Linked DNA regions of Macaca mulatta: region 2 is linked to region 1. Evidence: chromatin contacts called from public Hi-C data. All regions are on one chromosome and are shown on one strand. Each heading gives the region's core, a stretch centred on a gene start, on an enhancer-like site or on the middle of the called end of the contact. The rest is flanking DNA. Distances are from core to core; before and after follow the strand shown.

Region 1 (7,052 bases), core at 2,184-4,683:
ATCTGGATCATAAGTCTCTTGCCGTTCCTACTTTCTGTGAGTATGGCAGTCTGACTTGTCTTCAGGGTAAGGCGCTTAAATGAGGAAGAGTAGAACTACAAAAAACTACCTTAAGTTTCTTAAGTGGGCAGCTGCTACATGACCATGCAATAATGATGTCAGGTGAGGCCAGCCCCCCCAACCCCAACTGCAAAAGTTGCATTGTTTGTTTGAGATGGAGTCTCCCTGTGTCACCCAGGCTGGAGTGCAGTGGCGCAATCTCAGCTCACTGCAAGCTCCGCCTCCTGGGTTCATGCCATTCTCCTGCCTCAGCCTCCTGAGTAGCTGGGATTACAGGCACCTGCCACCATGCCCGGCTAATTTTTTGTGTTTGTAGTGGAGACAGGGTGTCACCGTGTTAGGCAGGATGGTCTTGATCTCCTGACCTCGTGATCCGCCTGCCTCAGCCTCCCAAAGTGCTGGGATTACAGGCATGAGCCACCGCGCCCGGCCCAAAGTTGCATTTTTGCAGTTACCTGATTAACTGTTGGCAAGGAATCTGGTATCTATAAGACCCTGTGGTTCAGTACTGAGACGGACTATAGATCTCTGCCAGTTCATTTGCTGTGTCTCAGCTAATATTTCTATTCCAAATGACTTGTCTTGCTTAGGGCCCATCTTGGGGCCGGGGGTACACAGCTTCAGGTAGAAGGCTAAGTATTGAAAATTTAGGCCAGGCACAGTGGCTCACGCCTTTAATCCCAGCACTTTGGGAGGCCAAGGCAGGCCAATCACTTGAGGCCAGGAGTTCAACAGCAGCCTGGCCAACATGGCAAAACCCTGTCTCTACTAAAAATACAAAAATTAGCCAGGTGTGGTGGTGCACGTCTGTAATCCCAGCTACTTGGAAGGCTGAGGTGGGAGAATTGCTTGAACCCGGGAGGTGGAGGTTGCAGTGAGCCGAGATTGGGCCAGTACACTCCAGCCTGGGTGACAGAGTGAGACTGTCTCAATAAAAAAGTTTAGTACCACACAGGGAGTCACTCTTCCCACCAAGGCTAGGGATAGAGAACAGAGACTTAGCCAAGCATGGACTCCATAAGCCCTTTTTGTAACATAAGTATACTAAATGCCACGGAAACCAAATACATTTATTAAATCTACTCTTAGCCAAGCAATAAAGATGTCTACATAGAGTTCACAACCTGCAACACTTAACCAGGGAATGCTAGGTAAAGGCAACTTCAGTTTAACTGAGTACTCTATTTCAAGTGGGTAACATGTCCGCTGGTTGGCAGCTATCCAGCTTGGAAAACTGTAGAAGATGCTGTTGCTACCCAGATTGTTCTGTTCAACAAGTGGGCCCGAAGCCTGAGCAGTGTAGCCTGCTGTGTGGTGAGCAGAGGGTCACTCCATTGCTTCTGCAGCCTCCTCACCTGACTCTTCCTCCTCCTCTAGTAAGCAGCTTCTTGTCACAGACTTCTGGATAGCTTCCCGCTCTCCTGGAGAAGGCAGATAGGGATGAAAGATGTCTTTGGGAGTGATTTCTTCAGCTCGAGGTCAGTCACTGCTCAGCGGGCACTGGGCTAGTATTGCTTACCTTCATCAGTGCAGTTCTGCAACAAGATCAACAGCTGTCTCCTGTTGTACTGAATTAGGAACTTCTGACATGTTCTTATTGTACCTGGCATGTGAGTTACTGCGGTCAACAGCTTGTGAAAGGTCTCGACCTTACTTTCAGAGGTAGGGGAAGTGTCTTGTTAGCGGGACAGCAGGAAGACCCACCCACCAGTCTAGACTGAACTCTGAACATGTCACCTATTGAAAATCAGTAGCCGTATCACGTCACTCCTACCTCCCACATGTAACGTGTTGAAAAAGCATGGGTAACGGTGTCCTTTGTTCTCCAGGTATGTGATGAAGGGAAGAGCTGACCACACAAGCTGATAGAACTCTTTTCTGCATCGAAGTAGCACTATTCCAGTATAGGCATTGAGGTATCGAACTACAACAGGGAAAAAAAAATCATTTCGGAAAATTTTGCTGTGTGTGGTGGCTCACACCTGTAATCCCAGCACTTTGGGAGGCTGAGGCGGGCAGATCACTTTACGTCAGGAGTTCGAGGCCAGCCTGGCCAACATGATGAAAACCCGTCTCTACTAAAAATACAAAAATTAGCCGGGCGTGGTGGTGCACGCATGTAATTCCAGCCACTCAGGAGACTGAGTCATGAGAATCGCCTGAACCCAGGAGGTGGGGGCAGCAGTGACCTGTGATCTCCCTGCTGCACTCCAGCAGCCTGGGCAACAGAAGACTGTCTCAAAAAAAAAAAAAAAAACAAAAAAACTTTAGAGTAACAGAGCACAAGTGGCACGTAGGATCTTTCAGCGAGTAAAAGAGAAAAGCCAAAACACCCACTGTGTTGCACACCACTCAGAACTGGTGAATGAATTTAGAATCTAACATGCTTTCTAATTCACTAGTTAATTCAATAAATAGGAGCAGGTAGGAGGGCGATCCATTTTAATTTAGGAAAAACCCTCGCCTGAAAAATAGGCTGTTTTACTGCAGTTGGGCTCTGTAATTCTTGTAGCAGTCAGCTGAGTCTCACCTGACTTAAGGATGAGTTAAGCCTATCTGCATTTAACTCTCCAGAAGTCAATCCTCAAGCAAGGTAAAAGGGGGAACTAATATAAATGGTGTGGAAGAAGGGCCCCGGGCCCCTCTTTGTCCCGGCTCATCCTGTATTCACATATATTGACGATCATGTGTTCTGTACTTTACCAACTAAGGGCATTCCCAAGGATACTTTCGACAATTTTTTTCCATGTGATGTTAATGTAATCGGTCATAATAGCTCTTACTAGGAACTAGATACAGCTTCCCTCATTTAATTCTCTATCCTATCAAATTCAATCACAACCAATTACAGAAATTACCTGTCAAGCAGGCAAAAAGAGGCCTCTAGCTCAAAGACCCACTGCCTTCGGGCCCCTCCTTTTAGCTCTCTGCTAATTTCGGACTCGTGTGGATCTCTCGCTTGCGGTCCCCGGCGCTTAAAGAGATACCTTACAAAAAACGATGCACGGGCTTGGCCACTCGTGCCCCTTCTTTCTTCCTCCGGCGCCTGCCCCCTCCACGTCCCGCCATCCTCCCGGGTTCCCCTCTTCCCCCAACGCTCTCGCACCCGCGAAGCCGATGGAGCAGGCGGCTGCGCCGAAAGTCCCGTGCACCCTGGCGATAGTGTCCCGTACGAGGCTGCTCAGAACTCGGTCATCGAGGCTTAGGCGGCAGCGGGGGTCGTCAGACACCAATTCGCAGAGCAGGTACCTGCGGCAGGCGAGAGGAAGGTGGGCGCTAGCGGCGCCGCGGGGACCTGGCAAGGCGCTGGGTGGGTCTGGAAGGGAATGCTTACCTGTGCTTGAACCGCACCATAGCTGCCTCCGCGCCGTCGGGATCGCTGTGCAAACCGGATGTGGGTTCCGTCCGCGGCCCGTGGGAAGCTTACTTCCGCAGCCTTTCAGCCATTCAGAGAAGGAGACAGGACATGCGGGCGGAGCTAGAAAGTTGAGAGGCCGAACTCTGTGTCAGTCTCCCTCAAGCCCCACCTAACTCTGCGTTTGTAAGCGCGCATGCGTCCTGCGGAGGGTCTCTGACTAGTTTGAGGGCTGAACTTCGGCTTGGAGCGGCTGGGAGCGGTTTGGAGCGGCTTGCAGCTGCGATGGGTGGTTTTGCTGCACACCGGAGTTTACAATACTGTGTAGGATGCAACCGCTGCCCTTGGGGCCCTGGGAACCTTGCAGCACAGGTATGTATGCGAGTACATTCTCTCCCCAAGGTGAACCGTGGAGTTTTTGAGGGCAAGACCCTGCACTTCACAGCCCAGGGATTGACAAACGGGAAATCGGACTCTTATTTTCAGGTTTGAGCTCAGTTTAATTCTTCCATGCAGCTAAATGTGCTATTGCTGTTTGGGCCTTTCAAAAATCTTAGGGAGGCGAGTGTGCTGTCTCATTTTTTGTTCGCAGAAACAATACGTGGTCATTGTATTTTCCATTTCTGTTTTCCTTTCCTTTTTATTTTTTTTTTTTTAACAGAAAAGCACAAAGAAGCAAATAAATTATAATCCCAGCACTGAGAGAGAATAACTGTTGTCGTGTAGTGTGTTTTCTTCTGTCATTTTCCCCCTGGGCCAGCGGTTCTCAAAGTGTCGTCTGGGGACCCCTGAGATTTCCTAAACTCACTCGGTTTAGGAGTCCCCGAAGCCAAAATTACTTTCATAATAATACTAAGATGTTACTTGTCTTTTTCATTCTCTCAGAGTGAACAGTCAAGTTTTCCAGAGGCTGCTTGACGTGATGATATCACTGCTCTAACAGCTAATGGAATTGTGTATTTTTTTTAAACATTTCTCAACTTTAATGTCCATAGTAAATATAACCCACAAAACTAAAAGCTCTTGGGGATCCTCAGTAACGTGTGTAAAGGGGTCCTGAGACAGAGAAAACAGTTTGAGAACTATGCCCTCTGTTAAATTATGTTTTTTCTTTTATTTTCTTTTTAAGTATTTTTTTAAAAAAGTCTTATGTGGTATTACATAAAATACATATTCTTTTTTTTTTTTTTTTTTTTTTTGAGACGGAGTCTCGCTCTGTCACCCAGGCTGGACTGCAGTGGCCGGATCTCAGCTCACTGCAAGCTCCGCCTCCCGGGTTTACGCCATTCTCCTGCCTCAGCCTCCCGAGTAGCTGGGACTACAGGCGCCCGCCACCTCGCCCGGCTAAGTTTTTGTATTTTTAGTAGAGACGGGGTTTCACTGTGTTAGCCAGGATGGTCTCGATCTCCTGACTTCGTGATCCGCCCGTCTCGGCCTCCCAAAGTGCTGGGATTACAGGCTTGAGCCACCGCGCCCGGCCAAAATACATATTCTTAAGTGTACATCTCAATGAATTTTTACATATGCGTAGACTTCTATAACCACCTCCAAGATTAAAGAGCACTTCCAGTATCCCAGAAGGTTCCCTGATCCCTCTTCCAGTCAAACTCCCTTACTGCCACTATTACCATTTCTACCCTGCTAGATTAGTTTTGCCTGTTCTTAAATTTTATATAAATGTCCTCCAGCATGTTTTCTTTTGTGTTTGCCTTCTTTTGCTCAACATGATTGTAAGATTGATTCCTGTTGTTTTGGCTCTATTTTCTTTTTTCTTTTTTTGTTTTTAAGACAGAGTCTTGCTCTTGTTGCCCAGGCTGGAGTGAAATGGCACGATTTCGGCTCGCTGCAACCTCCGTCTCCTGAGTTCAAGCGATTCTCCTGCCTCAGCCTCCCGAGTAGCTGGGGTTACAGGCACCCGCCACCACGACCAGCTAATTTTTGTATTTATTTATTTACTTTCGAGACGGAGTCTCTATTGCCCAAGCTGGAGTGCAGGGGCGTGATCTCAGTTCACTGCAACCTCTGCCTCCCGGGTTCAGGCGATTCTCCTGTCTCAGCTTCCCAAGTAGCTGGGACTGCAGGCGCGTGCCACCACAACTGGCTAATTTTTGTATTTTTAGTAGGGATAGGGGTTCACCATGTTGGCCAGGCTGGTCTCGAACTCCTGACCTCAGGTAATCCACCCACCTTGGCCTCCCAAAGTGCTGGGATTTTGGGATTATAGGCGTGAGCCACCACGCCTGGCTGTTTCGCTATATTTTCATGTCAACTGTTCAGCTACGATACTGTTTTTTCAGCTGTGCAGTAATGCATTGTTTGGATGTACCACTGTGAAGTTGGTCAGTATCTCCTGGTAGACGTTTACATTATTTCCAGGTTTTCTTGTTATGCCCAGTACTTTGATGTATGGCTTTGTAGCTTAGTCTTTATGCCCATCCCTGATTATTTGTAGAAATGTCTTAGCCTTGGCTGGTCCTGTGAGGTCTGTAATGGAGGCAGCTTTCACAACTGATTTTTGCAAGATCTGGAATGAGTTCTGAATTTTCCCATCTCCCACTCTTCTTGGCCACCTTAAAGGAGGGATGTGGGGAAAGGTAGGGAAGAGAAGAATAGGAAGAGGGAACGCCGTGGCTCTACCCAGGGACCAGTGATAACGACGGCACTCCCCACCCAAGAACAACCTTTCTCCAGAAAGTGTCTGCGGCATCCTCATTTGGCCAACAGGGGGCGCCAGAGGCTCGCAGTGCGCGGAGAGAGCAACACACCCCCAACCCCTGAGCGCTCCACCCCTCACGGAAATTTCACTCCTAACACTTCCCAGCCTTCATTTCAGCGGCAATGCTTCGCCCATTTTATAGATGCAGTTGGGGCTCAGACCAAAGCGTCCTATCCAGTTACGAGCAGGATCAGAATTCGAACCCAAAGCCGGCTGACTCCAGAGTCCTTGTTCTGGTCAACACGGCTGGTGCTCTCCTGTGCAGGGTTTCACTCGTCCATTTAGCGTAATAAGATGGGGAGACGACAGATGGAGGTTCTGTTCACCACTCCGTCATTTACCGGCCCGGCCAGGTGCTGTCGGGACGGTTAATTCATGCCTCAGATCTTAGTTTCCTCATCTGTGCAATGGGATAACAATGGTTCCTCCCTCGTGGGTGGATATGAAATTTAAGCGGGGTCACGTGGACAAAATGCCTGGCTCAGGGAGTGCATAGTAAGCCTTTTTTTTTGTTTGTTTTTGTTTGTTTTTTGAGACTGAGTCTCAGCCTGTCGCCCAGGCTGGAGTGCAGTGACGCCATCTCGGCTCACTGCAACCACTACCTCCCGGGTTCAAGCGATTCTTCTGCCTCAGCCTCCTGAGTAGCTGGGATTACAGGTGCCGGCCACGACGCCTGGCTAATTTTGTACTTTTAGTAGAGACGGGGTTTCACCATGTTGGCCAGGCTGGTCTCAAACTCCTGACCTCAAGTGATCCTCCCGCCTCCGCCTCCCAAAGTGTTGGGATTACAGGCGTGCCTCACCGCCCCCGGGAAGTAAACGCTGTTTTGAACAAATGATTTACTTCTCCCCCACAGGCACAGCCCCGGGAGGAAGCACATTGGCGCGGCCCGCGGCCTCCCAGTCTTGGACCAGGCCCGGC
Region 2 (6,725 bases), core at 3,400-5,899, 130 kb after region 1:
CTCCCCCTTCCCCCCCGCCCCCCCCGCCCCTCCCCGCCCCCCCCCGCTTTCTTACAGTCTCACTCTGTCACCCCTCGAACTCCTGGCCTCAAGCGATCCTCTGACCTTGGCCTCCCAAAGTGTTGGTATTACAGGTATGAGCCACTGTGCCCAGCCCGTCTATTCCTTTTAACCAAAATTCATAGGTAGCACCCAGAGAGAGTACAAGTTCTGACTCATGTGGCAGTATTTAATTAAAAAAAAAAAAAAAAGTCAGGCGTGGTAGTTCACGCCTGTAATCCCAGCACTTTGGGAGGCTGAGGCAGGTGGATCACCTGAGGTCAGGAGTTCGAGGCAAGCCTGACCAACATGGTGAAACCCCGTCTCTGCTAAAAATACAAAAATTAGCTAGGTGTGCTGGCAGGCACCTGTAATCCCAGCTACTCGGGAGGCTGAGGCAGGAGAATCGCTTAAACCTGGGAGGTGGAGGTTGCTGTGAGCCAAGATTGTGCCACTGTACTCCAGCCTGGGTGACAGAGTGAGACTCTGTCTCAAATAAATAAATAAATAAATAAATAAATAAATAAATAAATAATAAAATAAAATTAAAAAAAAAAAAAAGGCCAAGTGCGGCCAACACTTTGGGAGGCCAAGGCAGGTGGATCACAAGGTCAGAAGATTGAGACCAGCCTGTCCAACATGGTGAAACCCTGTCTCTACTAAAAATACAAAAATGAGCTGGGTATAGTGGCACATGCCTGTAATCCCAGCTACTTGGGATGAAGAGGCAGGAGAATCGCTTGAACCCAGGAGGTGGAGGTTGCAGTAAGCTAAGATTGCGCCACCGCACTCCAGTGCGGGCGACAGAGTGAGACCCGTCAGGAAAAAAAAAAAAAAAAAAAAAAAATTTGATTAAGTTTGAGGTTGCTTTTAAATTTTAAAAGGAAGTAAGACAACTTTGGCATAGAGTTTGCCTTCCAGACACAGATCCAAAGGTATTTTCTTTTTTCTTTCTTTTTTTTTTGTTCTTTTTGAGACAGAGTCTTGGTCTGTTGCCAGGCTGGAGTGCAGTGGCGTGATCTCAGCTTACTGCAACCTCCGTCTCCCAGGTTCAAGCAATTCTCCTGCCTCAGCCTCCCGAGTAGCCAGGACTACAGGCGTGTGCCACCACGCCTGGCTAATTTTTGTATTTTTAGTAGAGGCGGGGTTTCACCATATTGGTCAGGCTGGTATCGAACTACTGATCTTGTGATCTGCCCGCCTCGGCCTCCCAAAGTGCTGGGATTACAGCCGTGAGCCACTGCACCTGGCCGGTATTTTCTTTTTAAAAAAGTATACAAGGCCAGGCGCGGTGGTTCATGCCTGTAATCCTAGCACTTTGGGAGGCCTAGGCAGGTGGATCACGAGGTCAGGAGATCGAGACCATCCTGGCTAACACGGTGAAACCCCGTCTCTACTAAAAATAGAAAAAATGAGCCGGGCATGGTGGCGGGTGCCTATAGTCCTGGCTACTTGGGAGGCTGAGGCAGGAGAATGGCGTGAACCTGGGAGGTGGAGCTTGCAGTGAGCCGATTGCGCCATTGCACTCCAGCCTAGGTGACAGAGTGAGACTCCGTCTCAAAAAAAAAAAAAGAAAAAGTATACAAGCAGCCCATGATTATATGTTTGAGATAAAACAGTACAGAAAAAAACAGAAGTACAGAAGTAGTTCTAAAATGTCAAAAGTGAATATATTTCCTTTAGCCTCTTCTGATACTCTCCTCCCCAGAGGTAATCAAGGTTAATGTTTTAATGTATATCCAGACCTCTTCCTTTACAATTACAAATACATATTTATATCTATATCTATGTCTGTCTGTCTAGTTTTTTTTTTTTTTTAGATGGTCTCACTCCCATGGCCCAGGCTAAAGTACAGTGGTGTGATCACAGCTCACACAGCCTTGACTTCCTGGGCTCTGGTGATTCTCCCACCTCAGCCTCCTGAGTAGCTGGGACTACTGGCATGCACCACCACGCCCAGCTAATTTTTGTATTTTTAGTAGTGACGGGGTTTTGCCATGTTGCCCAGGCTGGTCTCAAACTCCTGGGCTCAAGCAATCTGCTCACCTTGGCCTCCCAAAGTGCTGGGATTACAGGCATGAGCCACCACACTCAGCCCACATCTAAATATTTATATACTTTCCATGTTAAATAAATGGGATTCTCAGCAGGATGCGGTGAGCTGTGATTGTGCCACTGCACTCCAGCCTGGGTGACAAGAGTGAGGCCCTGTCTTAAATAAATAAATAAATAAATAGGATTCTGTGCCTTGCTTTTTGCCCCACTTAGTATATGTTTGAGATCTTTCCATACATATATATATATATATATATATATATATATATATATATATATCTCATTTTTAAAAAACAGTTCTATGTAACATGAATGGATACAAATGTAATATATTGAAATTTTTCAATATTATAAATCTCTGTGCATACATGTAGGGTATATTCCTGGATGTGGAATTGCAGGTGAGGAGGTTACATTTGCCATCATCCCTAGAAAGAGAAAAGCCAGGGTCCAAGTAACTAATCTTGGTGCTATGAGAACAAAGTTTCCGTAAACAAGTATATGAGAAATGGCCACATGCTAAACCACCCTCTTGGCCATTCACAATCAAGTAGCATATTAAAAGTTCTGGAAATTCTTCAGTAACCACTCTGTTGAGTGGTTTAACAAGAGTTGTTTGCAAAAGGAAAGACTTTAATTCTTTGTACACATTTATTAAAGTCTCCCTGAACAGTTAGTTAAATGCCACCATATGCTAATCTCTCAAAGACAGTACAGCATTTGGGTAGGAACTTGGCCACACACTGTGCCACCCAGTTGGGCAGCTGGGGTGGGGTCAAGTGTGGACTTTGTCCAGGAACCAAGAGATGCCTGTCTTGGTGGCTTTGGTGAGAGGGACTCAGCAAGGAAGGCCTGGCAAGAATGTCAGGAGGCTCTAGGGGAGGGTTGCAAATTTACTCTAGCCTGGCTGAGAGGTGACATCAGACCTAGCAGACACACTGCATCAATCAGGCCCAGGCCTCCAACACAGAGCAGCACAGATCTAGAATCCCTAGAGAAGGAGCCCCTTGGGGTGGAAAAGGGTAGACCATATCCCCCTGTTGACCCACTTCTGGCCAACTGGTGAGGTCATGGCTAACTTTCAAAACTCAGTGTGGATGTTGCCTCTGTGAAATCTTCCCAAGCCCTCAGGCTGTTACAGCCCGGTCAGTATAAACCACTCCTGTGTGTTCTCCTAGCACCTTTGCTGCATCTCTTAGTGCAGTCAGTGAGTCTAGTTTGTCTTCCAGTTCATACTAACCTGCCTTGTGAAGAGGAAGGGTCACATAACGAATTGTGTGCTTCACAGTCTTCTCTAACAAAAGTGGGAGCTCCTCCACAGTGGGATACTGTCCAGGCTCTCATTCAGTCATTACTGAGCACCTACCACTTGTCAGGCATTAGCTGAACTGCTGGGAATTCAGGGGTGAGGCAGACCCAATCCCTGCCCTCACTCTTACATCTCCTGTAGCCTAGCCCAATGTCTAGCCTAGGGCCTGGCACAGTGGGGCTTACGGATGGCAATCTCATTGGAAAGTTTGTTTTGAAACTGCCTTTGCAAAACAAGCAGTGCTTTAACTTACCTTCTATGCTAAATGTATTTAGAAACATTTTCTCAAGATGCATTGTCCACTAATAGTTTAGTGTTGAAGAACAGGCCTTGGGTCAGATGGACCTGGATTCAAATCCTTGTTCCCTGCTCTTACTGCTTGAGGGACTTTGGACATATTACTTGACTCCTCTGAACTTGAGCTTCCTGATCTGTAAAATGGAGACAGTAACACCGCACAGAGTTGTTGTGAGGGGAGGAGCCTGCCCTATAGCAAGTGTCCTGCCACATAGCAAGTGAGCAGTAAACACTGGCCATTCTTCTTGTTGGTGTGATTACTGGGAATTGGTTGCCATTGTGATGTTGGGACTGGTGATGGAACTCTTGGATTGAGAATGCCGAGATGGTGCACTGAAGATTCTGTGTGCTCTTTCAGACCAGGAGGAGGATGAGGAGGAGGAAAGTTTATATGACGTAAATTCATTTGACCGTAACATATATATTTAAACATCGTGGACGACCTTGGGGGCCTGATGGGGAGTGGGGATGCTAAGGCTCCAGCCACCCCTAGGCCCTCCACCTGGCAGGACCAAAGTTGGGGCAGTACCCGCAGCACCGCCCCCCGGGCCCCGCAGGAGTGTGCAGTCACCTTGTTAGGCCTATGTTGGCTGGCCCATCACTCCTGGCCTGCAGTCTCCCAACCCTGTGGCGGCAGCAGCAGCATTCCCTGAATGGAAAGGCTGCCTTGGTGTCGTCTGCTGAGTTGCTATAGGAGTCAGCCCAGGGCTGCTCACGTGCACCTCAGGTTGCTGATGGCAGCTCTAGTTATTTGGCGATGGAAGTTTGGGAGGCGTGGGCCTTGGTCCATTCTGTGCGAAAGGGAATTCCACCGCCCACCGGGCCCCCGCTCCCGCCCCCGGCCCCGCCCCGCTCAGCCCCGGGCCCCGCCCCCTCCCCGCCCGGCCCCGGGCCCCGGGCCCCGGCCCCGGGCCCCGCCCCCGCTCTCCATAGTTACCGCGCTGTGGAGGCGGCGGCCATCTTGGCTGCGGAGCGATGAGCGGGTCTAACCCGAAGGCTGCGGCCGCGGCTTCGGCGGCTGGACCCGGGGGGCTGGTGGCTGGCAAGGAGGAGAAGAAGAAGGCGGGCGGCGGCGTCCTGAACCGTCTGAAGGCGCGGCGGCAGGCGCCCCACCACGCGGCCGACGACGGCGTCGGGGCAGCGGTCACGGAGCAGGAGCTGCTGGCGCTGGACACCATCCGGCCCGAGCACGTCCTGCGCCTCAGCCGAGTCACCGAGAGTGAGTGCCGCGCGGGCCGCGCCCTCCCCTCGCGCCGTGCCCCGGCTCCCGGAGCCTTCAGCGGACCCGGCCACTCGACCAGCTCGCGGGTCCCCCCAGACCCCCTCGGCCGGCCGGGCTGCACTTCCCGCTGCCCCGCCGGCCGGGCTCTGCCCCCGCCACGCTCACGTTGCTCTGGTGGGGAAGGACTCTCCTGGGCTTGACCTCATTCCTGTGAGTCCGGCCACGCTAGGATGCCCCTCGGCCGGTCGGCTCCCTAGTTCTGCCGGACCTGTTTGCGTAGAGGGCCCCGTTCAGCTGAACTGAACCCTCCTGAGCCGGCCGGGGGCCGAGGTCCCCTCATAAATGGGCCCTTGGACCCTCAGCCTGGAACCCCCGGCCATCCGTGAAGTTAGCGCTCAGCCAGGCGCCCCAGCCCTCTGGCAGGCCAGAAGCCTTACCTGCTTCCTCCGCCGGCCCCATTGCAGCCCTCCCCCATTGCAGCCCTCCCCCATTGCAGCCCTCCCCCATTGCAGCCCTCCCCCATTGCAGCCCTCCCCCATTGCAGCCCTCCCCCATTGCAGCCCTCCCCCATTGCAGCCCTCCCCCATTGCAGCCCTCCCCCATTGCAGCCTGCCGGGCCTCCCTCCCGCTTTGGGTCCGGAGCGTTGCCCCTTAGTGTGCAGGTGGGTTCTTCCTCAGACACATAGCCGTGGCATTTCCTGCTCATTTAAAACTGTGCCACATTAAAACAAAAATAAAGTTTCAGTTTGTGTACAAACTCCGACGTGTGAATCCTGCTTTTGACATTCTCGTGAATTAAGAATGATTTCAGGGTTTCAGAAATGCGTTTTCTGCACAAAAGGCAACCATCCTAAGCTTTTTCGTTGATAGGAGGATGGGTGGGAAGAAAAATGTTGCCCAGTCCCTGCCCTGGGTGATCTGGTGATCTCCCTTTTTCTGTTCTCTGCCAAGCCAGTCCCCGAGTTGACGTCTTTTCTCTTGCTGCTGTTTTCCCTGCAGGAGTGTGCACTCACCTGGTTAGGCCCATCTTGGCCTGCCCATCACTCCTGGCTTGCAGTCTCCTAACCCTGTGGCAGCAGCAGCATTCCCTGGATGGATCGAAGGCTGCCATGGTGTCTGCTGAACTGCTATAGCAGGCAGCCCAGGGCTGTTCAGGTTCACCTCAGATTGCCGATGGCAGCTCTAGTAATTTGGGAATGGAAGTTTGTGGGGAGTGGGCCTTGGTCCACCCAGCGAAAGGGAATTCCCATCTCCTAAAAGAGTTTTAATTTGATTCTAGATATTTGGATGCCCCCATTTCCCAACACTGTTTGGGTTGAGACTGTCTTTAGCAGGCCTGAGCATATCTTTAGACATTCTTGCTATTTAGACATTCTTGCTAGTTTTATTGAAACAGTGAGTGTGAAAAAGCTTTTTTTCTGAACCAGTTTTCATCTGGGGCTCTGAAAGTACACACATGCTCAGCACCTGGTCTTGGTAACCTCATGCCCTCTCTTGTCACCCAAGTGAATTAGGGTTTTCTGTGCCTGGCCCTAAGCAGGATTCTCAGTGGGCACTCAGATCCTATCTGGGGGCTTGGGATTGTTGCTCATTGTCCAAACCCACCTGTGCAGCTTCTTAGAGAGAGCCTGGCAACCTCTTTGTTACTCTTCTTAACGTCTTGTTCATTCTATCCAGCAGATATTTGAGTACCCTCTAAGGGTCCAAAGCCGATGTTAGCCTTTTTAGCAGTTACAGAATAATCAGTAGTTGTCAAGTTTGCCATCTTACTAAAGAGACAACTTGTAAAACACGAAAACAACT

Evidence for each region. Hi-C and Micro-C count contacts between places; a contact is called where the count stands out from the background.
Region 2: a Hi-C map of fetal cortex germinal zone shows a contact between it and region 1, with 3 times the contacts expected there. The contact joins the promoter of UNC119B here to the promoter of POP5 in region 1. A contact is called at or near these places in 3 of 14 Hi-C or Micro-C datasets (cortical neurons, fetal cortex germinal zone and liver).

What each region holds. Positions count from the first base shown.
Region 1 is chr11:127,902,384-127,909,435 of T2T-MMU8v2.0, forward strand. POP5 (POP5 ribonuclease P/MRP subunit) reads right to left here and starts at 3,434. Exons shown (of 5, transcript NM_001266561.2): 1 at 3,395-3,434; 2 at 3,167-3,309; 3 at 1,835-1,984; 4 at 1,580-1,663; 5 at 1,115-1,481. The coding sequence starts at 3,414. The coding sequence ends at 1,387.
Region 2 is chr11:128,033,505-128,040,229 of T2T-MMU8v2.0, forward strand. UNC119B (unc-119 lipid binding chaperone B) reads left to right here and starts at 4,650. Exons shown (of 5, transcript NM_001266482.1): 1 at 4,650-4,919. The coding sequence starts at 4,676.